Linked DNA regions of Mus musculus: regions 1, 3, 4, 5, 6 and 7 are each linked to region 2. Evidence: chromatin contacts called from public Hi-C, HiCAR-type and promoter capture Hi-C data. All regions are on one chromosome and are shown on one strand. The core of a region is the stretch at or near the end of the contact, and the rest is flanking DNA. Distances in the headings are between cores, read along the strand shown. Region 1 has its middle 21 kb from the start of Mettl21e. Region 2 holds the start of Wdr75 (WD repeat domain 75). Region 3 holds the start of Uxs1 (UDP-glucuronate decarboxylase 1). Region 4 overlaps Gulp1 (GULP, engulfment adaptor PTB domain containing 1). Region 5 holds the start of Gulp1 (GULP, engulfment adaptor PTB domain containing 1). Region 6 holds the start of Bivm (basic, immunoglobulin-like variable motif containing). Region 7 holds the start of Ercc5 (excision repair cross-complementing rodent repair deficiency, complementation group 5).

What was found. Promoter capture Hi-C pulls out the DNA fragments that hold promoters and counts their contacts. A called contact is a pair of places that touch in the nucleus more often than the background predicts. HiCAR-type assays count read pairs that join an accessible place to other places. Capture Hi-C pulls out chosen DNA fragments and counts their contacts.
Region 1: a contact with region 2 is called in a promoter capture Hi-C map of liver, with 4 times the contacts expected there. The contact joins the enhancer-like site here to the promoter of Wdr75 in region 2. A contact is called at or near these places in 5 of 39 promoter capture datasets (cranial neural crest, liver, maxillary cranial neural crest and 2 more) and 3 of 115 datasets of contacts at active chromatin or transcription factors (astrocytes, embryonic stem cells and pro-B cells).
Region 3: a promoter capture Hi-C map of liver shows a contact between it and region 2, with 3 times the contacts expected there. The contact joins the promoter of Uxs1 here to the promoter of Wdr75 in region 2. A contact is called at or near these places in 4 of 39 promoter capture datasets (cranial neural crest, liver and pre-B cells), 1 of 484 Hi-C or Micro-C datasets (CD4 T cells), 3 of 115 datasets of contacts at active chromatin or transcription factors (astrocytes, embryonic stem cells and large pre-B cells) and 2 of 9 other capture datasets (adipose tissue and liver).
Region 4: a HiCAR-type map of astrocytes shows a contact between it and region 2, with 3 times the contacts expected there. The contact joins the enhancer-like site here to the promoter of Wdr75 in region 2. A contact is called at or near these places in 4 of 39 promoter capture datasets (the 3T3-L1 cell line, cranial neural crest, hippocampal neurons and 1 more) and 2 of 115 datasets of contacts at active chromatin or transcription factors (astrocytes and embryonic stem cells).
Region 5: a HiCAR-type map of astrocytes shows a contact between it and region 2, with 4 times the contacts expected there. The contact joins the promoter of Gulp1 here to the promoter of Wdr75 in region 2. A contact is called at or near these places in 8 of 39 promoter capture datasets (the 3T3-L1 cell line, cranial neural crest, frontonasal cranial neural crest and 4 more), 1 of 15 datasets of contacts at CTCF or cohesin (the NIH/3T3 cell line) and 3 of 115 datasets of contacts at active chromatin or transcription factors (astrocytes, embryonic limb bud and embryonic stem cells).
Region 6: a contact with region 2 is called in a Hi-C map of uterus, with 4 times the contacts expected there. The contact joins the promoter of Bivm here to the promoter of Wdr75 in region 2. A contact is called at or near these places in 14 of 39 promoter capture datasets (the 3T3-L1 cell line, 3T3-L1-derived adipocytes, the HPC-7 cell line and 9 more), 11 of 484 Hi-C or Micro-C datasets (LSK cells, cerebral cortex, cortical neurons and 3 more), 11 of 115 datasets of contacts at active chromatin or transcription factors (cardiomyocytes, embryonic forebrain, embryonic limb bud and 6 more) and 2 of 9 other capture datasets (adipose tissue and embryonic stem cells).
Region 7: a promoter capture Hi-C map of embryonic stem cells shows a contact between it and region 2, with 8 times the contacts expected there. The contact joins the promoter of Ercc5 here to the promoter of Wdr75 in region 2. A contact is called at or near these places in 16 of 39 promoter capture datasets (the 3T3-L1 cell line, 3T3-L1-derived adipocytes, the C10 cell line and 10 more), 6 of 115 datasets of contacts at active chromatin or transcription factors (astrocytes, embryonic stem cells, fibro-adipogenic progenitors and 3 more) and 2 of 9 other capture datasets (adipose tissue and liver).

Annotation. Positions count from the first base shown.
Region 1 is chr1:44,196,236-44,199,806 of GRCm38.p6, reverse strand. No RefSeq gene overlaps it. Among named protein-coding and RNA genes, the nearest start is that of Mettl21e, 21 kb to the left of the region's middle. Within about 2 kb of position 1,311, at least 32 of the 459 cell types and tissues checked have an H3K27ac peak or open chromatin away from gene starts, as enhancers often do. A contact at or near this core is called in liver, where this site is marked.
Region 2 is chr1:45,793,213-45,796,670 of GRCm38.p6, reverse strand. It overlaps Wdr75 (WD repeat domain 75), which reads right to left and starts at 1,505. Exons shown (of 21, transcript NM_028599.3): 1 at 1,067-1,505. The coding sequence starts at 1,149.
Region 3 is chr1:43,825,410-43,829,116 of GRCm38.p6, reverse strand. Uxs1 (UDP-glucuronate decarboxylase 1) reads left to right here and starts at 1,278. Exons shown (of 15, transcript NM_026430.4): 1 at 1,278-1,502. The coding sequence starts at 1,409.
Region 4 is chr1:44,582,991-44,586,807 of GRCm38.p6, reverse strand. The region is part of intron 1 of Gulp1 (GULP, engulfment adaptor PTB domain containing 1); the gene reads right to left. Among named protein-coding and RNA genes, the nearest start is that of Gulp1, 33 kb to the right of the region's middle. Within about 2 kb of position 1,842, at least 110 of the 459 cell types and tissues checked have an H3K27ac peak or open chromatin away from gene starts, as enhancers often do. A contact at or near this core is called in astrocytes and stem cell-derived epiblast-like cells, where this site is marked.
Region 5 is chr1:44,550,250-44,554,180 of GRCm38.p6, reverse strand. It overlaps Gulp1 (GULP, engulfment adaptor PTB domain containing 1), which reads right to left and starts at 2,510. Exons shown (of 11, transcript NM_028450.3): 1 at 2,309-2,510. It overlaps Gm39635 (a long non-coding RNA gene), which reads left to right and starts at 2,724. Exons shown (of 3, transcript XR_865406.1): 1 at 2,724-2,801; 2 at 3,471-3,872.
Region 6 is chr1:44,117,621-44,121,432 of GRCm38.p6, reverse strand. It overlaps Bivm (basic, immunoglobulin-like variable motif containing), which reads right to left and starts at 1,465. Exons shown (of 10, transcript NM_144558.4): 1 at 1,159-1,465. Poglut2 (protein O-glucosyltransferase 2) reads left to right here and starts at 2,660. Exons shown (of 10, transcript NM_023645.3): 1 at 2,660-3,115. The coding sequence starts at 2,934.
Region 7 is chr1:44,146,133-44,149,589 of GRCm38.p6, reverse strand. Ercc5 (excision repair cross-complementing rodent repair deficiency, complementation group 5) reads right to left here and starts at 1,846. Exons shown (of 15, transcript NM_011729.2): 1 at 1,440-1,846. The coding sequence starts at 1,527.

The DNA of each region.
Region 1 (3,571 bases), core at 62-2,561, 1.6 Mb after region 2:
AAGAACTGTCACATCTACTAACCTGTACTGAATGATAACTGTCATCAGTGGAATTCATACTGCTTTAGGGTCTGGGTTAGAAATTACCCACGTAGTTCCTTTTCTAGGATCCCTAAAGGCATTCGTCTAATGTACATGATAAAGCGTGGAGACCCAGTGGGCACGGGCATCTTCCCTAGAGTTACATAGATGTCACCGCTTGGATGGGAACTCTGACCTTTGCTGTCCTGAAGCTTGTGTTCTTTTCTTGCACTCTGCAGGAAAATCTGAATTTGGATTGCCTCCCTATTAATCGGCTACCAGTTAAATGAAGAATATTGTGTTTGCCTGTCTCCTGAGAACAAATTAGCTTGAGACATACCTGGAAAGACGAGCCTCCTCCCCATATGAAAGAGCATGCATATGACATGGATGTATAGATCCAGCAACGAGTCTAAACAGAAAATACATTTCTGTTTGCAAAGAATATGGGGCACTTGGAATAATCAATTTAAAGAAATATGAGGATCTTTTTTTTTCTACCGCCCCTCCTCTCTCCTCGACCCCCCCCCCCCCCCCTTTCACGGGCTTCTCGGACAGAACAGACACAAACGGGGGAAAAAAAAAAAAAAAAAAAAAAAACACGCAGCCTGGATGCACGCCAGGGAACGGAAGCGCTGCCGCCAACTCAGAAGCGGGCACCTAGGGGGCAAAACCTGGATCGCTCCAGTAGCACCTGGAGGCTTGCAAAAAGCAGAGCACATGCACACACCAGACGGGAAGGGTATGCAACCGCAACACCACCAGCCACATTCCCCACCTCGGGGAAGAGGGTCAAGCGAGACACGACCGAAGTGAACCACGTAAAGGACAACCGAGCGCCTGACACGCCCACGAGGACCACGCGAACCACTGCAAGAAGTGCGCGCGGGTCAGCGCTGGGGCCGGACAGCCGCACCCCTGCCTTCCACGCACCACCGGCATACGGATGGGGAAGAGAGACGAGGGGCCCGCTGGCAGAAAGAGAAGAGCGGTCGCCATTCGCAATGACTGACCATTCGCCATGAATGATGAATGTCCGTCCCTCGCCTGGCGCGGCTTAGGCCCCGGGCCCGAAGAGAACTCAGGAGCACCACATCGATCTAACCAGAAATATGAGGATCTTAATTGCAGTCATTCAAAGAAAAAAAAGAGAAGTTATATAAAGACTCCAAGAATGGGCTAAACTTGGGAGATGGCTGGGATAGAGTGATGTGGATGAAGTGTACAATGACCTCAAGTGGCCTTTCACCAGAGAAGGCTAGGTGGGCGGGGCTGAACTTTAAAACATCACCTGATCTGTTAGTGACTAGGCTCAATGAGTGACGCTGTTTGTTCCCTGACTACTAGGAGTGGATGTTCACTGTATCAGCAGAACAGAACAGAGCTGTGGGGTGAGCTAAGGACAGCAACTCTTGGAAACCGCCTTCAGAAAGCTTTTCCTGCTATTCCGGCAGCGGACGACAAGAACAGAGGCACCTTGCAGGACAGACTGTACTTGTTCCAGTGGGAATCATCCCCAGGGTCTGTTAGGCTGATGTCTGTCTGATATTAGGCACTTGGATTCTAAAAGATGAATTGCTCAGTCAAACTCACTTCTCTGAAACCCTTCGCAAGAAACAGCTGATACAGTCGTGGGTAGCTCTATGTGCTTCAATAATGTCAGAGAAACTATCCTGTGAGAATCAGGTTCAAAAGATGGTGCCAATGTATATGCAGAGCAATGGCCAGGCCATATAGTTATAGAATATTCCAGAGTTGAAAGAGGAAAAGGTGATTTTTTTTTAACTTCTAATGGCTGCCCTGGATACTTCCAAGACAAGGTGGGAGAAGCCTGATATTTCTGACAATATTCTTATTGTGCCTGTTCTTGATTAGTTCTTAAGTTGACCAGCAGAATATGAAGCCCGTGGACTATTGTCTTAGGCATGCAAGAACTGCACATGGAGTTTGGTAAATATAAGAGACTGAAGCCAATATCTGGAGAGATTTTAGCTTGAATGTGAATATTGCATATCTTTAGAACATACTTGTTTTTATTTACCCTTCTTTTTTGCTTTCTCTGACTATTTGAAAACAAAAATGTGGATATTCTTTTTTTTCTTCTACTGACTACTTGAAAACAAAAATTTAGATCCTATTCCCCCAATGATAACTCTGAAAGTAAGCTGAGTTGAAATTGCATACACTTGCCATGATGAGGCCTCAGTGACCTGCAAAAAGAACCTGTCTTTCCAAATAAACCAATGAAAATAAATAAGAGCTGTGACTTAGATAAGTGAGATAACTTGTAAAAATTTTATGTAAATTCATTCCAAGAAGTAAATATCCAACATTATAATTTGATACTTATACTGACATATTAGATGAATACACTATTTGATAACAGTCATTTTTAACTATAAATTGTATAAATTCTACCCATACCATGAAATAAATGCTCCAAGAAAGTAGAAAATAAAGACTAGTTTAAATTTTTTAAATAGCACACATATATTTAACTGCATGTGACTGACTCCTCTCTCTTTTTCTCTGTGTCTGTCTCTGTCTCTCTCTGTCTCTGTCTCGCTGTCTCTCTGTCTGTCTGTCTCTCTCTGTCTCGCTGTCTCTCTGTCTGTCTCTCTCTCTCTGTCTCACTGTCTGCCTGTCTCTCTGTCTGTCTGTCTGTCTCTCTCTCTCTGTGTGTGTGTGTGTGTGTGTGTGTGTGTGTGTGTGTGTGTGTGTGTGTTGTGGATAGCCCTAGGGCTAATTATATTTGATGTCAATTCCTGTGAGAGGCTGTGAACAAGGAATGAGTCAGCACTCAGGTGATTTCTTGTAAACCTTCTTCCCACTTTAATCTGTAAAATAAAGAAGGCCTGATGATTGGGCAGAAAAGGGGGAAAGTGGAGCGGGAAATTGGGAGAAGAAGGAGGTTTCAGAGAGAGAGGATGCAGAGAAGGAGGAGAAGAAGGAAAGCAAAATAGAAGCACATGGCCTGGAGAAACTGCAGGTTCTAAGGGATCTCATAGATGGAGATGGTAGTGTAGCGGTAGATCTGCCCAATCTACGTGCACAGCATGGATTCATATTAACTGAGTTGTGTTTTCATTGCTGGAGCATATTTGGGTTGGAGATTCACCACAACGTACATACGTACATGTGTGTGTGCTACTGTGTGATACATGAGTGAGACTTGGAGACATGTTGGCTAAATTTTTCATCCTGTTTTACCTTAGATTTTTAAGACTGGGTCTGTCACTGAGCCTGAAGCTCACTATTTTAGCTAGAACTGGATAGCAAGCATCAGGATCTTCCTGTCTTTGCTTCAGGACATAGCCTACCAGAACTGGAATTATGGGCACACACTCGTCTTTTAGGTGATCCTGGAGCTCCAAACTAAGGTCTCCACACTTACTCCACCCACTGGTCCATCTCCCTACTCCCTGACCTCAGTTGTTTGTAATCTGGTATTCGCCAGCATATATGTGAGCCAACTGGTAATTTTGTTAAAACCCAATTTGCTAAGACCCAGTCTAGGGTTGCTGACTTGTTGGGTCTGGAACAGGTTTTT
Region 2 (3,458 bases), core at 256-2,755:
CATTTTATCCCTTTAATTCATAAAACAATGTCAACAAAACCCCGTATACTGGTAAGTATACTGGCAGGGTATTGCGGGAGAGTACACCTTCCACAAATACTATAAATACCTTTCTAAAATAGGGGTATTTACTATTTGCAGTTCACAGTTGCAGAGGGTAGAATCCATGACCATCACAGTGGAGCCCATGATGGGTGTGTGTGTGTGTGTGTGTGTGTGTGTGTGAGAGAGAGAGAGAGAGAGAGAGAGAGAGAGAGAGGGAGAGAGAGAGAGAGAGAGAGAGAAAGAGAGAGAGAGCTGGAGCAGTACAGGAGACATCCCTGTGCAGAGAGCTGATAATGGATTAGGCTTTTGAACCTTTCAAGCCTGCCCCATTGGCACACCTCCTCCAAGGAGGGTCTGCTTCCTAATCCTTCAGGAATAATTGCTCCTCTTGGGGATCAAGCATTCAAACAACTGAGCCTAAGTATCTCTACATTCAGAGTGCTCTGAAAAACTAGCCCTACTACACACCTCTTCTAGATGATACAACGTGGCAGCAACAATGCCAGCTGACAAGCAGCGAACTGAAAGCCACTATTGTAAAAGTTGTGTGCATATAGACACTTTCTCCTACAGATCTAACATCTGTTTTTATGTAAAACTCAAAAAAAAAAAAAAGGAAAAAAGGAGCCTGGTAATTATGATGTTTTTCTGCGGGAAAAAGGCTGAATCATTAATGATTTTGAAGTCCAAAACGTTCCACACGTGAACATTAGTCTGCATGGTCAGACCGGTGCACATACGGAGAGAGTGACCATTTTCCAACCGAGCGGCTCCTAGTCCCTTGTAGACACCTGACCTGCCCCTGTAACCGCCAACCTTCCCGCAGGTGGAGTCCTGGGTGCAAGGCACACAGACACAGCAGCAAAGCCGGGCGGCTCCGGGGAGCTCCGGGTCGGTCCATGCGCTGCGCGGCGCCGCGGACTCCAGCCTCGCAGTCCGACCGTGGGCCGCGCCGCGCCGGGCACTCCCCTCCCCGGCCCGCGGTGCCCGGAGCCCTGTTGACCCGCAGCCTACTGCATACTTGGAATCCACGGAGAACACGGCCCTCCTGAAGTTCAGCCGGCTGCCGCCGCAGCGAACCACGCGGACTCCCTCTTCTACCATCTTCACGCAGGCGCAGGAAGCACCGAGCACCGGCCGGATTACGAACTTCCTTCATAGGCCGACTGGCCTGGCCCTACTCTTCCGCCCGCGGCCCGCCTGGGCCTCTCTAGCCTGGAGACTCTATGGTCGGCTCCACGCCTACGCCGCCATCTTTAGTTTGGGCAGGGTCAAATTAAAACCCTTGTAGAAGGAGTAAAGCCCAACAGCCACGCACAAAGTTAAATCATACCAGATGCCGCTACAGCTATTCGATACAGAAGAGAGTTTTCTCTTCGGCCTCTTTTACCGGACTCTAAAGGTTCCGCCAGAAGCGGAAGTGAACATCCTTTCTCCTACTGAAGCCGTTGCCTTTTCTGTCACTGTGATTGAGCGACAGCAAGATGACGCAGTCACCCTACTCCTATCCCACCCCCCTCCGTTGCCTTTTTTTGGGAGGGGGCGGGGTTCAAAGAGCGTCTTCTTGCAATGGTAACTGAAGTGGGGCGCTTTAGCTCTTTATGGCGGTTCTATGAGCATCGCTAAGTTCCTGTAGCATCTACGCCACACTTGCCAATGCAGTTTCGACTCCAGAATAAAAGTACACCTTGGTGTCAGGGCTCCTGCAGTGATGTCCGGTTTGCTCCAGTTGTTCAGTTCCTGTTGTTCAGAAGCCCTGACTTCTGAGGATGTTGATTCTTTTTTTTTTTTTTTTTTAGGTATTTATTTCAGTTACATTTCCAATGCTATCCCAAAAGTCCCCCACACGCTCCCCCACCCACTCCCCCACCCTCCCACTCCCACTTCTTGGCCCTGCCGTTCCCCTGTACTGAGGCAGATAAAGTTTGCGTGTCCAATGGGCCTCTCTTTCCACTGATGGCCGACTAGGCCATCTTCTGATACATATGCAGCTAGAGCTCCGGGAGGTACTGGTTAGTTCATATTGTTGTTCCACCTATAGGGTTGCAGATCCCTTTAGCTCCTTGGTTACTTTCTCTAGCTCCTCCATTGGGGGCCCTGTGATCCATCCAGTAGCTGACTGTGAGCATCCACTTCTGAGGATGTTGATTCTTAACACTTTGTGTTTTGTATTCGAGGTTGCTGCATATCTGTGTTGAACCGTTCGTTTGTCAATATTTTCCATTGTGCTGGCTCTTAACGACCCCTAAGGAAGGGCATCTGATATCTTAACCCTAACAGGAGCAGATTCTTGATACATTTGAAATTCACCATAACTTTATGCTGATTCATAGCAGGAAAAATATAATCCTAAGGGTCAAAACATCTATAGATCTTTAGGCAGGAGAGAGAGAGAGAGAGAGAGAGAGAGAGAGAGAGAGAGAGAGAGAGAGAGAGAGACGATTAGTTTTTGTTGGGTTCATAGTTTGGGGAGACAGAGCTAGACAGGAAGATACTGATTCTGTTTTTATCTCAAATTTAAAGAGTTTCTTTTTCATAATTATGGTATGCTTTTTCATAGTGGAAGAACATAGTGAGCTTAACCCCCCATCCCACCCTAGACTCTTGATGTCTAAGTAATACATCCTTTAAACTTGGAAACTTTGAGATCGGATATATGCTTATTATATTCTGAGACAATGAAGAAAATAAATGATCAAACTAGTTTTTACTTCAGTTGTTTTACTGTTTGGTGAACTTCGTTTAAATTAAGAAAGAATGAGGCTTTCTGATTGGACAAAGGCTAGTTGGACTACTAAACTCGTGAAAGGATTCTTTCCATGCAAAAATTTAATCTACTAACATTTCCAATAAAATTATAATTTGTGTTTTTATTTCTTTTTGCATGAACATTTAGGAACCAAATTTTCTCTTGACAGCTTAATATTTATCATTTCCTCCTCCTCCTCCTCCTCTTCCTCTTCCTCTTCATCCTTCTCTTCATCCTCCTTTGCATAGAACAGGAACACTGTTGGTGCTAGTGCACTGGTTGAGTAATGTCTTCTTATACTTTGATTTTTCTGTTTTGTCATTGTATTAGTCAGGGTTCTCTAGAGTCACAGAACTTATGGGTAGTCTCTATATAGTAAGGGAATTTGTTGATGACTTATAGTCTGTAGTCCAACTCCCCAACAATGGTCAGCAGCAGCAGTGAATGAAAGTCCAAGAATCTATCAGTTGCTCAGTTCCACAAGGCACACAGGGGAAGAAGAGAGAATTTTCCTTCTTCCAATGTCCTTATGTAGGTCTCCAGCAGAAGGTGTGACCCAGATTAAAGGTGTGTACCACCACACCTGGATCTGCAACTTGCTTTGTCGCATGCTGACCTTGAACTCACAGATTTCCTTGCCTCAGTCTCCTGGGATTAAAGGCCT
Region 3 (3,707 bases), core at 29-2,528, 2.0 Mb after region 2:
TTTTCTGATTCTATCAAATACCCTAAGGCCTAGCAGAACATGTGTTTCTGAAGACTCTTTGTATGCATTCCCTTAGGATATAGCTTGACAGGTACAATACAGTACTGGGTGATACAGTCCAAAATCAACTGATTAATTCACCATTTCCTATCACTATTGCTCAAAGCAAAGTTTTATGGGTCACTTTTAGGAACCTCTGTGTTCTACACTATTAATGTAGTTACTTTTGACAAGAGTCTGCCTATTTGATAGGATGTGGAGCTTTTGCTCTAAATTGTCCTTTCAATGGATAGTTTTTAGTTCTTAAAACTCACCAGAAAATTCCTGAATTGGAAATGACTTACAGATGGAGACATGAAAATCCAGAGTCACAGTCTCCGGTCTATGTTCTTCCCTCCTTAACCATGCAGACATCCCAACATTACAGTACACTCATACAATCTGAAGATGGCAACCCTTTCTTCATAGGTCTTCAAGCAGCCCTCATGTTTCTATCTTTTATCAGGGTTGTTATGAATGTGAAACTGTCTGCCAACACTGAGTCTCATTAATATTCAAACATCTGAGAGGAAAAGTACCTCAGATCTCATTGTGCTATGCTTAAGGAGAAGACATAACCAGAGCATTCTGTCTCGCTTTTGGTAACTATGATCAGGCAAAGTGTCTGTTGTTCTGAAATTATTCCCATACACTTTGTACCAGAAATGATCCCTGCTCATTTCTGCTGTTCCCACTGCAGTGTGGTTTGTCCTAAATTCCAACGATTAACAACCTCTTCATGATAATATACCCTTCATCTTTAAAATAAAGAAAATGAAGAGAAGTGTTGTCGATTCACCGGCGCGTTTGGGATTTATCACTTTCCTGCCTTGCAAAAAGAACAGCTAAGAAGGCAACTTACTAGCCCCGCACTCATAGAAACTCAACTGTTCACTGTCAAGACACACCAATTACAGCAAACCAGTTCTTCATCTCCAACAGCGCGAGGCCACAGCCCAGCCGGCCGTGTAGGACTAAGAACGCGCAAGCGCCCTGCAAGTTGCAGGCGAACTTCCGAGATCCGCGCCAAACGTCGAACGCTACCCCAGCAGCGAAAAGGGGGCAAGCACACTGGGCTGCGCATGCGCGCTCCGAGCCACCCACTGTGCCCACCCATCCCTGGTTGATTGACACCATCCTGAAAACTCAGGGATTACACTGCGCTTGCGGGGAAAAGGAGGATGAGGGCGGGGCACGGCTGTGGGCGGAGCCGGAGGCCGGGACCCAGCCGCGCGAGCGCAGTGGTTTAGCCGGCAGGAAGCCGGGCGCGCGGGGGTGGGGCTGGTGCACGGGGGCGGGGCTCGGGCCGCCGCGCATTGTGCTGCGGCTGGCCGGCGCGGCAGGCCCCGGACCCGAGCGGTTCCCGGGCATGGTGAGCAAGGGGCTGTTGCGCCTTGTCTCTTCAGTCAACCGCAGGAGGATGAAGCTTCTGCTCGGCATCGCGCTGTTCGCCTACGCCGCCTGTGAGTGCGTGCGCGGTGGGCGGGAGCCCATTCATTCCCGCGCGGCGGGGAGCGGGCGCTGCGGCCGAGCAGCAGGCTGTTCAGGGCCGGGGACCGGTTCACAGCTTCCACGAGGCTGAACTTGTGCTGTGGAGCCGCTGGCCGCTTTGCTTGCTGCCCGCTTCCGCGTAGGCCCGGCGTCGGACCGGTGGCCGGTGTTGGGGCCTTTGCCCGGGACGCGGTGGACACGTTCCCCGAGCTGTAGACACTGCGGACTCGGCCAACCTCGCAGCGCCCGCCAGCTCGTACTGACCCGAACCGCTGTGCTGTGCTGTCCACAGCACCCAGGGTTAGGGTTAGGGTGAACCTGGAGAGTGCGGCGCGGGGACATCCTTGGGGACGGTGCTGGTTAAGTAGGATAAAAATATTATAGCTATTGGCAGGGTCCCTGCTCCGACTGTTTGCTCCGCAGGAAAATTACTCAGCAGCTGAGTGTTGCCATTCTCCGTGGATGCCCTGTGTGGCCATGCTCTGATATCCTGTCTCACACTCCCCGCTCCCCACTCTCCTCCCGCGCCACCAGGTACTCCTCCAGCGTGTCGCGGAAGGAGGCACAGCATAGGGGGCAGGCGGGGCGGGTGTCAATTGGATCCTTAGCCTGTTTATCTTGAGGGGCCCTCAGCTTCTCAGAGAAGGCAAAGTCTAGTTTTTTGGTGTTTGTTTGTTTGTTTTTGCTCTGTGCAACTGGATATAACAGCTATTACTACTTTACCAAGTACCAAAATTGGGCTAAAAATAGCTCTCAGAGTGAGTGAGCTCCTTCTGAATCCTGGCCACCCAGGCAAACATACTCGAATGAAAACTGCTAAGTGATTGAGTTTCCAGGGTCTGATTCCCAGGTGAGTAGGTACTTTGGAACGTGGGTTCAACTGATGGGATGATGGTGTTAGTAGGATGCAGACTGGCTGCTACAGCTCAGCTGTTGCAAGAGGAGGAGGAGGAGGAGGAGGAGGAGGAGGAGGAGGAGGAGGAGGAGGAGGAGCAGGAGGAGGAGGAGCAGCAGCAGCAGCAGCAGCAGCAGCAGCAGCAGCAGCAGCCAGGAAGCTCTGGAAAGGCTTCTGGTTGCTAGGAGAAGTTTTAGATCTGGGTGGCTTGGTAGATTTGATTGGTTTCAGCAAGGAAGGAAGAATTAACTTCAAGTGTGGTCTGTATTGAAGAAGATGATTATTCAAGAAAAAGACCCCTTACAGCTGAGTAATTATTACTGTTTTATTAGTAATGCCTAAGTTAGCTGAGTGCTTAACTGTATGTATAGGTATGATCCTTATCCTGCCAGGGGTAATACAGGTAAATATGAATAGTAATAGTGTTTTATGGGTGAGAAAATTAAAAGCATGAGGGATTAGCACCTTTATCAATCTTAGAGGGCCAAGATTCATTCCAGCCCGAAAGGCAGTGATCTGGGTCTAGAAGTCAGGTCTCTGGATAGCAATTTCAGGGCTGATTTACTTAGGGAGGGATACCGAAGTGAGGCATAGGTGTTTAGAATTGATAATAGGGAATTTATGAAGCTATAGCAAGAGTTTTCATTTGACCATCATGTTTCTCTCAGTTGTTAACATTGTCAGTTGTAGACAGTGGTAACAGGGCACAGCATGAAGTGCAGAAACATCAGGGTTTTGCCTTGATGGTACAGAACATAGACCCAGTAGTTCAGCACACTCTTGAGTGCATCAGAGTCATCCAGTAGGGTTTTAAAACAGTTTGTTCTGTGTTCAGCGGTTCTGGGATGTGGCCTGATAATTTCCATTTTCAATAGCTTGGTTTATCGAGTAGTTTCTTGTTTGTCTTTTATTTATATTTGTTTCACTCTGTAGTCTGGGGTGGCTTCAGAGTCTCAGCAACCCAGAAGTCCTTCTGAGGGAGACAGCGCTTTGAGAACCATTTGCTTGGAAAGAGAAGGTCCTGAGTCCAGTACTCATGTCAAAAAAAGGTTAAGTTTACAAACTGATGTGGTGGGAGGGGATGGGTTAGAAATCAAGTGTGTTGGATTCCCTGAGAAGCCAGGATGTGAGCTGAGAATGAAGGATATGTAGGGGTTAACAGGAGAGAATGCTCCAGAAAGAGCAGCACTTGCGGAGGTCCTTTGGCACTGAAGATCAAATAGTAGTAGTCTAGTAATGCATGGAAGAGCAGTGTTCTGGGAGTGTCAGATCGCAGCACAAC
Region 4 (3,817 bases), core at 593-3,092, 1.2 Mb after region 2:
TAATAGCAATCAGGTAACATAAGGACAACAAAGAAAACTCTAGAACTGTATTAGAAAAGAAGATTCCTGCATGCCCATTCCCAGTTCCATATGGCAGAAATCTCAGTCCCTCTTTATACCTGCCTACCTATTGTCATTATCTTAAATAGAAAAAGTGTGAAGAAGGCTGAGAGAGAAAACTGGTAGACTTAGTAATATCAGACTCATGAAACTTACACTAGCCTAACTCCAGGAACTTAACTCTACACACCCTAGAGGGAGCCTGACTTTTTCATCCAGTAACATGGTTTTTCCCACTGAAAGAAATCTGTCCAATTTACAAAATTATGACTACAAACCCTGAAATTGATGTCCATATTTCTAGAAAAAAAGTGTTTAGCACAGGGACCTTATTCCATACACCACCCATTCAGGACCAGACTTAGTATAATGAACTTTAAAGTTTGCACAATGAGCATAAAGGAAATTTACAGAACAAATATGGCTGGGAGAATGGCTAGGTAGTGAACGGCTTTCTTTCTTTCCTCCCAAGTAGATTCAATCTCCAGCAGAAAAAGGCAGAGGTGGAAGGAGGCAATTAAATGCCAAATAAAACAAATTGAAATAATTTCTCCTAAAGATAATAACAACCCAGGAGAATCATTAATGTTTTTAGATAATTAATAAACTAGATGTGCTTCTCCTAACTCTGTAATTCTGCTCATCCTCTATTAGCAATGGTAAAGTTTCCTCCATGCCCACTTGATGCTGACCACAGATTCTCTGACTGAGGGTCCTCTGTTTGTACATTGACCACTCATCGTCTGGATGCAGAGTCTCACATGGAAATAACAGGAACAGTAGGAAGCCCCTGCAGAAAATAAACTCTATTAGTACAGCAAACACTACAGATTAAGTATTCACAATCACATAGAATTGCTCATATTCCATTTTTTCACTTCCAAAATTGGTATTTCAGGTGATTCACAGGACAACAAAGGACTAAATCCATAATAAATGTCCCTGCAACTAAACATCTTATTAGCCATATTCCAAGACTGTCCACAGCAAGTGTGATACCACTTTGTAACATGGAGCTTATGACAGGCAACGGAACAGAGACACAAAGATCCCACAACATCCTAACTGTGAATTCACACCGAATCACATGAATAAAACCCAAGATTTGGGTCAGAACCTGGGGAACATTAAAGTCTGAAATGGAAAGCTCATAGTGAGTCACTATGCTGCCTTAGTCCTGTCACCAAAATTTCAGCATGCAAGTAGTGTCAAAGACACTTGTTAAAGAAATCAGAAAAACAAACACACTTCTCTTCCTTGCAAGAAATAGTTATTACATGTCACAAAACAATAGCCCAAATGGATAGGCACCAGCAGAGCAGAGCCTGCTTCATCTGTTTTTTAATTCAAACATTCCAGTCCAAAATGAGGGAAATGTCTGTGAAACAAAGAGGTCTTTATTGACACAGGAAAGGCATCTCTCTGTGGGTCCCTGAGGAATCCTTCAATTGCGTTGTGTACAGTAGGCATCTTGTTCTCATGTGAGCACTTGTAAAACACAGCACCCTCTGATAAAAATGCTCTCAGCACAAAATGTAAACTTATTTATCTGGAATCTGACACCAGCCTATTTGCTAAATGGCCCTACAATAAAATAGCTCTCTGGCCATATGGTTCATAAACCTGACACATAACACCACACAGAGAAGTTGGAGCCATCAGTTGACTTCCACTGGCATCTTGCTTTGTTTTCTCTGGCTTTCCAGATAAGCCTCTCCACCGCAGACCAAAGCTGCCCCCAGGCAGATTGCTGATCTGCTGAGTCTGCAGCCAGGCCAGGAGAGCTGTGCTGAGTCACACCGTGGCCACTGTCTGTTCAGTCATCAGCACAAACCACAGTGTCAGCCCTAATAGCTGAGGTTGGTTTTGTAAGCTAAAGCCAGCCATAGGAAAGGGAATATAGTCCAGAAGGCCACTAACATCTGGCTTTTTTGCAATAATTACAAACTCTGCTGCAGAAAGAGAAGAAATAAAACTGCATTTAGTGATCACATCATTTGTATTCCTAAAGGTATCTAAAACCACCAAAGACTTTAGACTCAGAAGAACAACACTTAGCTAATACTGAGGCTCAGTTAAGGTACTACCATCTATAAAAATCATAAATAACTATGCTAAGTTTCCTTTATTGATGGGATTTTGCACAGCAGGTCAGTGAACCTTAGCAACCAGATGTCTTAATTATTTCACTAATTCCAAAGCAAACGATTTTAATCATTTATATGTCATGTTTTTCATCTATAAAACAAAGATAATTTGACTTACTTTTTCAGGATTTTGGTGAAATTTTAAATGAGCCTTCAGTAATGGATATGTGAAATAATAAAACACTCTTGTCATAAACACCCGACTAGATTCTTAAAGGTCATTTAGATTTTAAAGTTGATCATCTGCAATTATGATAGCACTCAACAAGGCAACAGAGGCACAGAAAGCCACAAACAAGTCCTGAGCTCACCCGGAACACTGCCTTGAGGATTCCACAAACCTAAGTAATGAGCTAACAGATACTTAGCAAAGACGCTTAGCAGGCTTGTTCATCATTGAAATTAGTCAGTGTGTGTAAATCCAATACACTAGGAAGCAACTAAGAAAGCCACAAGCAATCCTTCTGGAAGTGTGCTGAGGGCACTGATTTCCTTGGTGTTACCTTGTTCTGTCAGCTGGAGGAGCACACCAAATAACAACAATGAAAGGAGTGAGCAACGAAACATTTCTCTAGACAGGCAGAATGCAAGGATCCATGGGAAATACAACCTGAAACACAATTACGGTACAGAGCTAAGCTCAGGATATAAATACAAACCTAAAATTCATCTTTGCCATAAAATGGATGTCTGTTTGGAAAGTGTGGGGTTTCCTAATGGTTCCTGACAGTAGACACTTCTCTATGGAAAGTTATCTATAGAATATTTATAGATTTATAGAAAAATATCTCAAAGATAGACAAGGTAAAAATCTAAAAATCTTTGAGATGTTTTTGCTATGCTGGCAGGATAGCTAATATGATATACTCCACATTCTGAAATAATTCGGTACAGATACAGATACTGGTCACGCGTTCATCATGAACATCCAACATGAGACAACATACAGTGTGAACTAGCCCCAAATCTGACCTTACACTACATCTTCAAGGTGGTTTCATTGATTTTTAAGATGCATCATGTTTTAAATTAGGAATTGAGGTAAGAATGGAGACAACCCATGGGTCACAGAATTCAGTCCTTCTCTTGGGTCACATACTACAAACGCATCAGCCAGCTCTCTCTTCACAGAAATCTTTGGTTTAGTTATTTGAAAAAGAGACATAGGGATGCGAGTGATTCACTGGGCCAGAGTATAAACTGTGAGTTTCAGACGTTCAGGGATCTCTGTCCCCAAAAGGGGCAATTCCTCTACTGTTCCAGTTGTACTACTTGTCAATGTTGTGGCTATGACATGACACTTATGTTTCTTCTATGTCAATGCTCTCTGCTGCAAGAGCCCACCTGCAGAGTTTCCTTAGAGATCATAAGGCATGATACTAAGTAATTTTCAGGAGTTGGGTATCAATAGTAGGCTTCTTCAACTCAGGATAGAGGCCTACCATTAATCCAGACTGAAGAACAAAATACTTCAATCTTCATGACTCCTTTGGCTATACCAGTCAAAACCCTTAATTCCTACACAGCACTATCAATGAGCTGACAGGGACTTTGGCTCTCCCACTCTCCCAGAAGGTATATTGGAAATACAGGTCCTTCTAATGTCAAAG
Region 5 (3,931 bases), core at 1,261-3,760, 1.2 Mb after region 2:
TTACAACCTCAAACTCCAACATTCAGAAGGAATACAAACCACATTTGCTTTTTACCCTTTACCTCCCATGCCTACCTCATCCACCTCACTAAGGAACAAATTGAGGGACAGATTAAATAGAAGCAAAGATAATAAAGAAAAGGGTCTGAATTTCAGATAAGGCTCAGGGTTTCTAGATTGCCTGGAATTGAGAAAGGAGCAGTAAGTTTGCACCCTGATTTATCCTGCTTCAGGGAAAGGAGGAAGATTTGTTTATTATGGGGGCTCTTCTGTAATACAAGAAAGACATACTAGATGAATTTTCCCCTTTAATTCTATGATCCCAAATCCAAGCTATCTGAAATTAATTGAATTAATCAATTTAGGTGGAAAACCATCTGCTCAGTGCTGGTCTTTCATTCTTACTGGCCATGAAAACAAAGAAGAAAGGTCAAGGCCTGAAGGACTGAAGTGGCAGCTAACAAGGTGCATCTGGAGAAGACCGAGTAACAGGGTAAGCACACGCAAACTGTTGCTATTTCAGAGCAAGGGTGGAAAGGACCACACTTCCCTTTGGGCCTTCTTAACTCTCCTTGATATTCAACTGCATTCTATGCTTAGTCAATTGTTTTTGTTTTTATTTTTTTCCCCAAAGACTCTTAGTCATTTAAAGTTTTCATTTTAAAAGAACCCCCCTATTTAAGCCCCAGTACCACCACCAAGCCATTCAAATTATGCCCTGCAACTTCCCGAGTCTCTTTCAGGCCTGCCTACTGAGTTCAGTCTAGTTTGGCTGCCTGCCAGATTCTTCCATTCTTTTCTTGTCAGTCTTAAAAACTTGGGAAATGCTCCTGGACAGCTCAAGGAGAGTTTAATTATGCAGTGAAGCAGTACCTTAGTCTCACCGTTGTTTCTAGAAAAGCTTGCAGACACCAGCGTCCAAACTCTCCCATTCGGTGGGTTTTCTAGCAATTTCTAGCTATTTGATTATGAGGAAGAAGGAGGGAAAGGCTGGCAGAGCAACCAGGCAATTTGCAAAACTGAAAAAAAAAATCCAATTCCTTTCAGGATTTTCCACCTCTCATCGTTTACTCTGTTTTCTAATTCGTACTCTTTTACGACCTGTTCAGCCATATGGACTACATAAAATCATAGGTATCCTGGCCTCTGCAAGCCCTAGAATTAATAGAATTGACAGAGTCTAGAAAGTTTTCATTCTTAAATGTTGGTGCAGCATTTTTAAAAGCAGACAGAATACACAGTTATTAAATCTTCCTAATTGATATTATGTTGTCAAACAGACTGAAATATCGCACGTAAATGTCTATTAACAAAGACAAGCTCCATCAAGAAAAACTAAGACGCTGTGTGTGTGTGTGTGCGTGTGCGTGTGTGTGTGTGTGTGTGTGTGTGTGTCGGGGTGAGGTAGGGGTGTTCCTTGACTGCCAGCCCACACTTGAGAGTTTCCCCAACAGCAGCTGTATCTCCCTCACTCTACCTTGGCACGCTATTTCTAGCTGCAGCGTTCAGCTTCCTGTTCAAGTCCCATTCTACATTGTAAACACATTCCAAGAAAACTAGACTGCCCAGAGTTCCCTCCTGCAAACAGGGAAATCAGCCCAGCAGCCCCAGGATAGAGAGCCAGTTGGGCCACCACCAGGAGGTGGACCAGAGCAAGCAAGCTTGGCAAGCTGAGTCCCACTAACATAACGCCCGCAGAAGCGGGGATCTGACCGGCCTAGCCAAAGGGCAGCCGCATGGACACCGCCCGAGAGTGGGGGCCCTACCCACGTAGGGCTTTAAAGTATCTGCGGCCCAGTCACAAGCTCCTTGCCGCCTCCCCTGCCGCTGCCCACATTTTTACAGCGACCCAAACAAAGCGAGACCAAGCTGGAGGAAGTTGGCTCTCGGGTCGCCTAGTTGACCCAGCGATGCCTCCTTTTGCTGAGCAGCCTCTGTTCCATGCACCCGCAGCGGGCGGGATGGTCCAGCGTCCCCCCACCGCTTGCTCCCGACGCCTGCTAGCCCCCACCTCGCCCAGAAGTTCCTCCTTGGGTCGAGGGGAGGATGCGGCGGGAAGGCACAGGGCTGGCGTCCCTGGGTGGCCCCATCTTCCTCCCTCACTGCCCCCGCCTGCAGCAACAGGTCCCTCTTTCAGTGCCCACAGACTCCCTGTGCCCTCGGGGTCGGAATCTGCGCAACCTATAAGCGGTCGCAGCCCGGTGCCCTCCTCACCCTCCTGCTAACTGCGCTTTCCTCTCGGGGTCTGTTCCTGGTTCCGCGCCACCTGGCCATAGCTGGCCGGACCAGAGACGCTCCCGCTTCCTACCCTGGCTTGTAGAGGGATGCGGTCGCAGGGCTGGGGCAGGCACAGGAGCTCCGGGAACCGTGGCCCACGATCGCGTGTTCGTATCCCACAGGAAAACTTTGTGCAGGTTCGAAAGGCACTGGGCTCCGGACCCTAGGGCTCTGGTCCTCTCCCTCCTTCTAATCCGCTGAAGCCCAAACTGGTGCTGGCGACGGCAGGGGCTGGGTCGGGACTCCCGGTTGCTGAGGGCTAGGATCGCCGGGCTCCCCCTCTCGGCCAGAAGAAAACTCCGGCTCTGTGTGCGCACTAGGGACGCTGGTGGGGTTTTCTGCAGTAATGCAGAACTGTCCTGCTTTTAAAGGCAGACCTGGAGAGGTTAGGGAGTAAGACAGAAAGAAACCGGTTTCCAGAAGAAGCTGTCCATTCTTATTTCAGACGGAGAGAAAACACCGGCCCCGCCCCACTTCCACAGCTCCAGGTTTCCTTTTAAACCTCCTCCCACAGATGCTGTTTGGTAAGAATTTAAAACACCTCTGAGGTTTAACAAAAAAGAAAGTGACACAGAAAGGGCATAAATATAAGTGAGGAGGGCTCTCCACAGCCTCGTGAAACGCAGCTGCAGGGACTAGACTTTTTCTTTTCTTTTTTCTTTTCTTCTCTTCTCTTCTCTTCTCTTCTCTTCTCTTCTCTTCTCTTCTCTTCTCTTCTTTCTTTCTTTCTTTCTTCCTTCCTTTCTTTCTTTCTTTCTTTCTTTCTTTCTTTCTTTCTCTTTTAAACTCTGTCTGAATCTTTGCACGTTACCCCTCCCCCCCGTGGGGCGGTGAAAGGTAGCTGGTCCCTGGTTGAGCTAAGGCTAAATGCCCAGGAGACCATGAAGGGACAGTAGGAGTTTTTGCCTGCTCCTGGACACCAGGCCTCTGTCACTAGCTGTAGCCCCACCTCCATCCTCCATAGATTTGTGGTCATCAGTTACATAAGCGCAACTCCCCAAGCCCCTCCACAGGTAGAGGATATGACCTGTGGTCACATAGGCTCAAATCTAATCTCTATTTTAATGAGGTACTCTCCCTGTAAAAGGTATTTAATCTCAGGCCCACCCTGAGAAGGGGGGTATGGTTTTACACATCCACTTTCTGCCATGACAATAAATGCCTTAAAACCAAGGACTGCCTCTTTTCTTCAGGATCTGCCGCAGGGAGACACGGAGATGACCTTTGTCTACAGAGCCACTGTGTAATCTTCCATAGAAGGCCTCTCTGTGCTCCCAGCCAGGACCCAAGCCCAAGCTAAACTCAAGCCAAGGACTCTCCCCTGAGACCAGCCAGAGCTCCTCCCTTCTTTCCCCCACCCTGGCCCTGGGCTAGATCCAACCCTCGGGCCCCCACTCTGCTTTCAGCTCTTCCTCAGCTTCCAGCCGCACCTGGATGTCCAAGAGCCTGAGAACCAGAAGACCAGGTCTTATCACAGGCCTGGGGAGCTCCAAGCCAGCTCTGGCTGTCCTGCACCTCAGGCTGTGCTTCCCCACCCCCGGAGCAGAGTCCCGTGGCTTCCCTGCAGCCCAACACCCACCCAGGGACAGTGTGGGGTAAGTCCTGTCAAGATTCCCAAGCGCCGGTGCCCTGTAGTGGAGTGGACTTGGGACCC
Region 6 (3,812 bases), core at 216-2,715, 1.7 Mb after region 2:
TAGAATGAAGAAAGCCACAACTACTGGAAACAAGACCATTACAGGCATAGATTATTCTAGTAAGATGCAATGGTAGTCTCAGGGAAAACGGAGTTATGAAGGCTGATTGATTGTCCAGCACTGTATCTGCAGCTATCTGGGGTTTATATCTGCTTTTATCTTTATGCTTATAACTTCATGCCACCCACCCTTTGAGCTGTTCTTTCTAGTCTGATCCCTGCATAGACATCAAAGAGTAAAGTCTGCTACATATATATCCTCATAGAAATTTTCTGCCTAAGGCCCTCAGCTATTGAAGCAAAAGATCAACTCCTTACCCTACATACCTTCTTCTGTCCTTCCACATTACTTTTTGGTTTTCTGAATGTTGTCTTCCTGTAGCCCCTTACTAATTATTCATTCTCATCCATCTTTCAAAGTTATACTCAAATGTCACTTTCTGAAGAACTTTTTTTTTTTTTTTGCTGTTCTAACTAGGCCAGATACCCTATCCATAGTGAGGAACTTTTCTTTCTAGAATATGATTAAGCTTTCTAAATGTGTGTGTGTGTGTGTGTGTGTGTGTGTGTGTGTGTACACAAATGGTTAACTCCTGAAAGTCTAGTTTTCCTGAAATTGCATCTCCAGGCCTAGTCTTGTAGAAGCCAGGTCTAACAAACATTTTTAGGTGTCTACAATGCACTAGGCATTATTGAAATTGTTCTCCCTCGTTTTGATTAACATATTAGGACTTGCGGAATACCACTCAATTTATTCACAGTATCTCATAAGCAATATAAACCCCAAGCTTCTAGGACGGCACTAGAGGAATGACTTATGAAAGTCTTTGGAATGAACAATTCTGTCAAATAAACATACTGTTTGCAAAACCGATATCGATTGCCTGAGTTTATTCTTTTCCATTTATGTGCCTTTCGTGTCTACATGCTGAAGTATCACATTCAGTAGAGAGCTAGACATCCAATAAAATCTCAGTAAAGCCTTCCACATATCACAAACAGTATAATCAATATTCTGCATAGAAAGCAACTGAGACCCAGAAAAGTGTTTTGCTGAGGATTGATAAGAGCTGCTAAGACAGCAGCCAGGTGCCCCCCCCGCCCCCCTTTTCTATCAGCGCCCTTGCCTAGACTACCAGACCAGACCTGGGAGGCCTACCTGTGAGTATGAGATTCATGCAGCACATGATGCCCTCTGGAGTTCAGACTCTGAGGAGCCAGGAGACTTCCCACTGCCCCCTCTTTGAGGCTCCGAAGCACCTGAAGGTGACAAAGGTGCAGGTGGAGGAGAACCGGGAGAGCAGGGATGTTGCAAGTGCAACTGCTGCAGCGCTACTGTGCCGGGTTCCCACTACTGTCCTGCGGTGGCCAACCCAGTGCCAGGCGTCCCTAGTCCCCACTGGCCAAGACCAGATCTAAAGCCTTGTAACCTCCTCCCGGCCTGCTCCCTCACTCCCAGCCGGAAGAAAAGGCTCGCCAGGAGGGGGAGCGCGCAGGCCTGAAGGGGGCCGCTTCCTACGCGCTAGGGACTGGAGAGGCTGGTGGCACGCAGACAGTGACAGCCTGAGAGCTGGGAGGGGAGGCCGCGATGAATGATTATATCACCAATAATAACAATAGCGGGGGGGGGGGGGGGGCAGGGGGAAAAAGAATCCCCTTGCCTTGGCTCACAACCAGGCCGTCTATGTTTTCCACGCCCCTTACCCCGTGGAGGGAGGACAAAGCCTGCTACTCCTCTTGACCTCACTGGCCGAGAAGCGAGGGTGCAAAGAGAGGATGGCCACTGCAGGCCGGGTGCCTGGGATCCGCTAGCGCAGCGTGGAGACCCGCTCCTGAAGAGAGTACAGGGATACCCACGGATGCACCCCCCTCAGGCCGAGCTTTCTTCTGGTGATTTCTATCCCTTACATCTCTCCTCAGAGACTCAGCTCGACCCAGATCCTTCCAGGGGCGCGGCGGGGTGGGGGTGGGGGTGGGGGTTGTCCTGCAACGAGGCAGTGACGGCGCTACGGAGAGGCGGAGCGCACCGCAGTGCCTGGGCTAGGCCCTCCGCTGGGGAATACCTCTGTTCCTGTTGGGTCCCGGAACTCTGGTGCTGGAAGGCAACACCAGATCTGCATCCTCAAGTCTCCTACCCAAGGCCCAGAATCTTTCGTCCCATTGAGCGCACAAGAATAGCACCGAGTGACTGGGTATCATTGATAACACCTAGCCTCCCTTTCAGCGTTTACTATATACCTGCCATTTGCGGTGGATACCTTGAACAAAATATAAGTTGGGAAATCTTTGCTGTGACTCCAGACATGCTAGTTGCGCAACTGTAGTATTTAAGGTTGCCAGAAAGCCGTGCTCCAAAGTTGAAAAAAGAAGTAGAAAGGAAGGTAGGGGGGGAGAAAGGAGGAGGGAGAGTGAGGGACGGAGGGAAGGGACGAAAGTAGTTGGGGGTGAACTCCTGGCAGGATTTCCGCTAGTCCTATGGCGGACTACATATCCCAGGAAGCTAAGGGGCCCGGGACGCGTTTTCCACTCTGACCCACTCATCCACTAGCAGAAGACTTTACTAAGACTGGTCACAGCGCAGGCCAATCCTTCTCCTCTCACCTTGGCTAGAACTTGCGACGGATTCGTTCCCAAAGTGATGCTCTAGTGGCAAGAGTAACACAAGTTTGTCATTGTCCGGAGAAAGTGGAGCCTGCGGTTCTTAACCAGGTTCAGCAGAACGTGTGGCATCCTTCTCCTGGACATGCCACCGCTCGGGTTGTGACATTCTTGGGCACAGCATAGTCCCACGCGCGGACCCCGCACGTCAAGCGACACTTTAGGGACTTTGACTGCTGCTAGGACTGACCACCGTCCTCCTACCTACCCAGGCTAGCTCCGTCCACTTAGCACGTTTGCATTTATTCGTGGATCTTCCAAGACTCGGTCTTGTAAATGTTCAGCATTTCGCTGCTTTCCTGCCTTTTTCTGGGGACTGTGCCAGCACTTGCCCAGACCGGCGGAGAGAGGAGGCTGAGCCCAGAGAAGAGCGAAATATGGGGACCCGGGCTAAAAGCACACGTGGTCCTTCCTGCCCGCTATTTCTACATTCGGGCGGTGGATACCTCAGGGGAACAGTAAGTGGAGAAATGACTCCTCAACTATTTGAGATCGCGGTTTAAAATAACTCGAGGGGTTTTTGTTCCTGTTGTTTATTTTGGTTTTGTCCTTCATCTTTATATGCCCCGACTCGTCTTTACTGCTGTCCATTTACATTCCAGAATTCTCGAGTGCTGTCTACATCTGGTTATAATAGACTTTTCCTTCAAAATCAACTTTTCTCTGTGACTTAATAATTCTGAAATATGTATAGTGTAAATAATATTGCTAAAATAACAGCTCTCTTCTTGGCTGTTTAGATGGGAATTGAGGCTAAACAAATCTCCGTTATTTTTAAATGGGAAAACTAAACACTAGAAACTAAATGCATTCAAAATGCAGGAATATTCAGTCCAAAACACTTGTGTTACTAACATGATGACCAGTTATTTTGATTTCCCCCATAACTAAACATAATTTAGAGTACTGGTATATTTGTTAGACTTTTATTAGTAGTAATATTTTAATTACATGATGTGGGTAGGGTGTATACTCACACCCAAGTGCTGGAGGAAGCCAGAAGAGGGCCTTGAATCTCCTTGAGCTGAAACTGCAGATAGTTGTGAGCCTTAAGGACAATGGATACTAGGAACTGAACTAAGTCTTTTACATAATGGTAAATGCTCTAAACCATTCAGCTATCTCCCTAGCCCCACAGTACTGGATTGTATTTTA
Region 7 (3,457 bases), core at 597-3,096, 1.6 Mb after region 2:
TTTCCTAACATTTTTTTGACACAGACATAAACTGTTTAAATAATACACTCAGCTATTCACATGGTCTAAAACCCAAACAGTTTATTTGGAAAAGTATGTAAATTACAAACCTGAGATAATTGTGGATGATTTATTTATTAGCAAACCGAATAAATTTCTAACACCTAAATTTCAGATATCAGAATTCTCATGATGAAACACAGAAAATTAAATTACAGAAGTAACCAGATTACATGTGAGTGTAGGCAAAATCCCTCACGATTTTCTTTAAACGATCCATTATTTCAGAAGAGCTTAATAACCTCATAAACATAACTTCACACCCCAAATGGAACACAGCCATTTATGAATAATCTACATGGATTACTTTTCATTTGACAACCCTGAATGCTAGGATGCTTAACTTCCTAATTGTTTATAAGGGCTGGAAGAGAAAATAACGTAACTCCTTGATGGTGTTGTCAGCAATACTTTCTCACAAAGATGTGAATGGAACTCTGGTTTATCATACATACTAAGAAAGTGCTCTACCACTACTAAAACCCTTTGATGAGAATTTAAGAACCCCCTCACTAAAAATTGTTCTTCCATCATAAATAATGAAGAAATCCTTAAACAGCAGTGACGCCGAGAAACCACTAGGGTTTATGGTACCCTGTGCAAAGACTTGTAAGACAAATTTTTAATTTTTGTCATTGATGTATTTGGCATAAAATGTGATTTTTCAAAACTGCAAGTTCTCCATTAATTATAAGCTGGGCACATCGTGAAGAACTGACATAGTTTACAGAATGGCATGGCATGCCACCACCTACGGACACACGTCCAGGCATGTACGCACATTCAGCAACTATTTACAGGAATTTCTAGTTTTCATTAAGAAAACTATGTAAAAGTACCTTCTAAGATAAAAGAGGCACTGTGAAACGGGCCGTGGAACAGATAAACGTAAACAAAACTTCAAAATTGGTATCACATTTTCAAAGTGGGAGAAAAACAAAACTCCAATGACACAAAACTAAAATGCACACACCCATCACAGAAGCTGGAGGAAACTAATTCACTATACACCGTATGAACTTTTTTTATTCCAACAAACAAGAGGTAACTATTCAAAAAGGAGGGTGGGAGGGTTCGGAACTCTTCTTTTTTTTCCCCCCCTCTACTCTGACAGAATGACTTCTCAGATGTACAGTACTACGGAGCCTGACGCTATACCAAATTTTATCATTTAAATCTCCTTATTCTCCGCGACAACTCTGTAGCCACTCTGCTGTGAGAACTAAAGCATAGGGGGCACAAAATGGGCCGGCCTAAGGAGCGCAGGCCTGCACTCTAGATAGACAGACACCCAATCGACCCCCAGCACCAAGTCCCGGACGAAGCCCAGTCGCCGAGCAGGCGCTCATCCGGCGCTCCGGAGCCGCCTTGAAGGATACCCACGGCCAGCACCTTGCCCTCCAGCGCCTCCGGGCTGACCCGGTGGCCCGAGCACTCCAGCAGCTTCCACAGCCCCTGCACTCCCATGGCGCAGGCGCTCTCTCTCGGCCGGGCTCGCGGGGCCTTTGTTTCCCGTTAGGATAAAGGACGCGCCCCGCACCAGCACGCAGCGCCACCAACTCACGCAGAGCCCACCGCTCTCCGCCTGGAACCCGCTGTCACCAGGGCTTGAAGGAGGAACACGGCGCTGACGCACTTCCGGAGCGGACCCGGTCTCCCGAAAGAACAGCGGAATTTAAATGTGGTGGGAGGAGCAGAAAGGTTTCAGCCCCAGTACTGGCACGCCTAAAAGTACTGAGAAGCAGCACCGGTGACGCCAGCGCCGAGCCTTCCTCCGGTCGCGAGTGATTTCTCCCGCTGACCAAACGATGAAACCTCTTGGCTTCCAAGTGAACGCGAGGGTTGGGATTCCCGCGTTGACACTTGACACGTAAATCCCACGCCCGAGCACTCCCGAAGTCAGTGTGTGTGGCGATTCGGTTTTGAATCTGTGCCTCTGTTCGGCTGACTGTTAGGCGCAAAAAGTGTTTGCACATATTGGCTTTCTTAATGGAGTGAGGTCTCCTTTGTGCATTTTCAGTATCAGTCTCCCCATTGCCTCCCCAGCTTTGCCGATTTGGCGCCAAGTATTGGGTTCGACAAGAAAAGAACGGAAAGATGAGCATCTTGACTTTGGTGAAGGCAAATATTTTCACAACGTGCAGTAACTGGATGGCAGTACAACGCAGTGCTTAACTTTGAATTTCCTCCAGCATCTGAAACTTTGAGTTCCACAATTGGGAAAAATGACTTGGGGCAGAGTAGAGCCAGGAAAAGACACGATATGCACATTCTAAATCGAATGCAGCCCTTTGAGGCCTTACTATAGAGTTAGCTCTGTGGAGATTACGTTTCTTCAGAATTTCTTCTCCGTCATCTGTAAGCAGTACAAAAGAACAATCTTTTACCGAGCAGAGTGAATATGGGCAAAGCACTTAGCATACAATGGCTCAATTTTGATGGACGGTATTGTAATTATTCAAACCCAGTAAAAAGATTGATAAGAAACAATAGATAGCCCGACATGGTGGCACAAATATCTGGGAGATGGGCAGGAATATCACAAGCTCAAGACTCACATGGCCTTGTCTAAGAAAAAAAAAAAAAAGGAAGGGATAGAAGTAGATAATTTCTGGGGAAAAAAATTCATTTACAGCTGAAGTCTATCAGAAGTCAAATTTTAGCAAAAACGTATCTATGTCCAAACAGGTGGTTTACAGTTTAGCATTCCCTCAATGTGTAAAATTACGGACTTTTGCATTTTAGTAAAGTCGTATTTTACTGAAGGCAATTTAATTGCCTGTTTAATTTTTATCACTTCCAGCAGTAGACTGTAAACATGTTGAAACTGGTATCAATCTTGATGAGTGTTACACCCCTTCCTTAGTAGTGCATAGCGGGAGTTCGTCAATGTTGCTTAAGTGACCTCTCAAGTCTCAGGTCTGATGCTCCCCAGGACATTTTGCATCCTGTGGAAAATATTTGGAGTAGAGGTCATGCAGATGATAGTTCAGATCTTGGCTGGACCGCGGAATTACTATGTATTCAGGTCAGTATCCATGTAGAATTCAAAATTCACGTGTTGAATATAAGTACTGCACAATGTGCCTGTATTCAAAGTGATTTTTAGAAAATGATTGTCAAAACAATAAGGCCATTAGGCACCTAAGGGCACATGAACCAGAACTTAACAAAACCATTTCTGTGTCTGACAGAGTCATGGTCAGTAATAGATCACAAACATGAAGATACGTCTAAGTCCATGGATGTGATTTCTACCTCACCATTGATATACAGAGAGACTATCAGGGTGGCCTCTAATCCAGTATAACGGTTATACTAATAAGAAGGAGTGGGAACATCATAAAGTATGCCCACAAATACAGGAAAGGCCATGGGAGGACAAAAAGGGTGACCA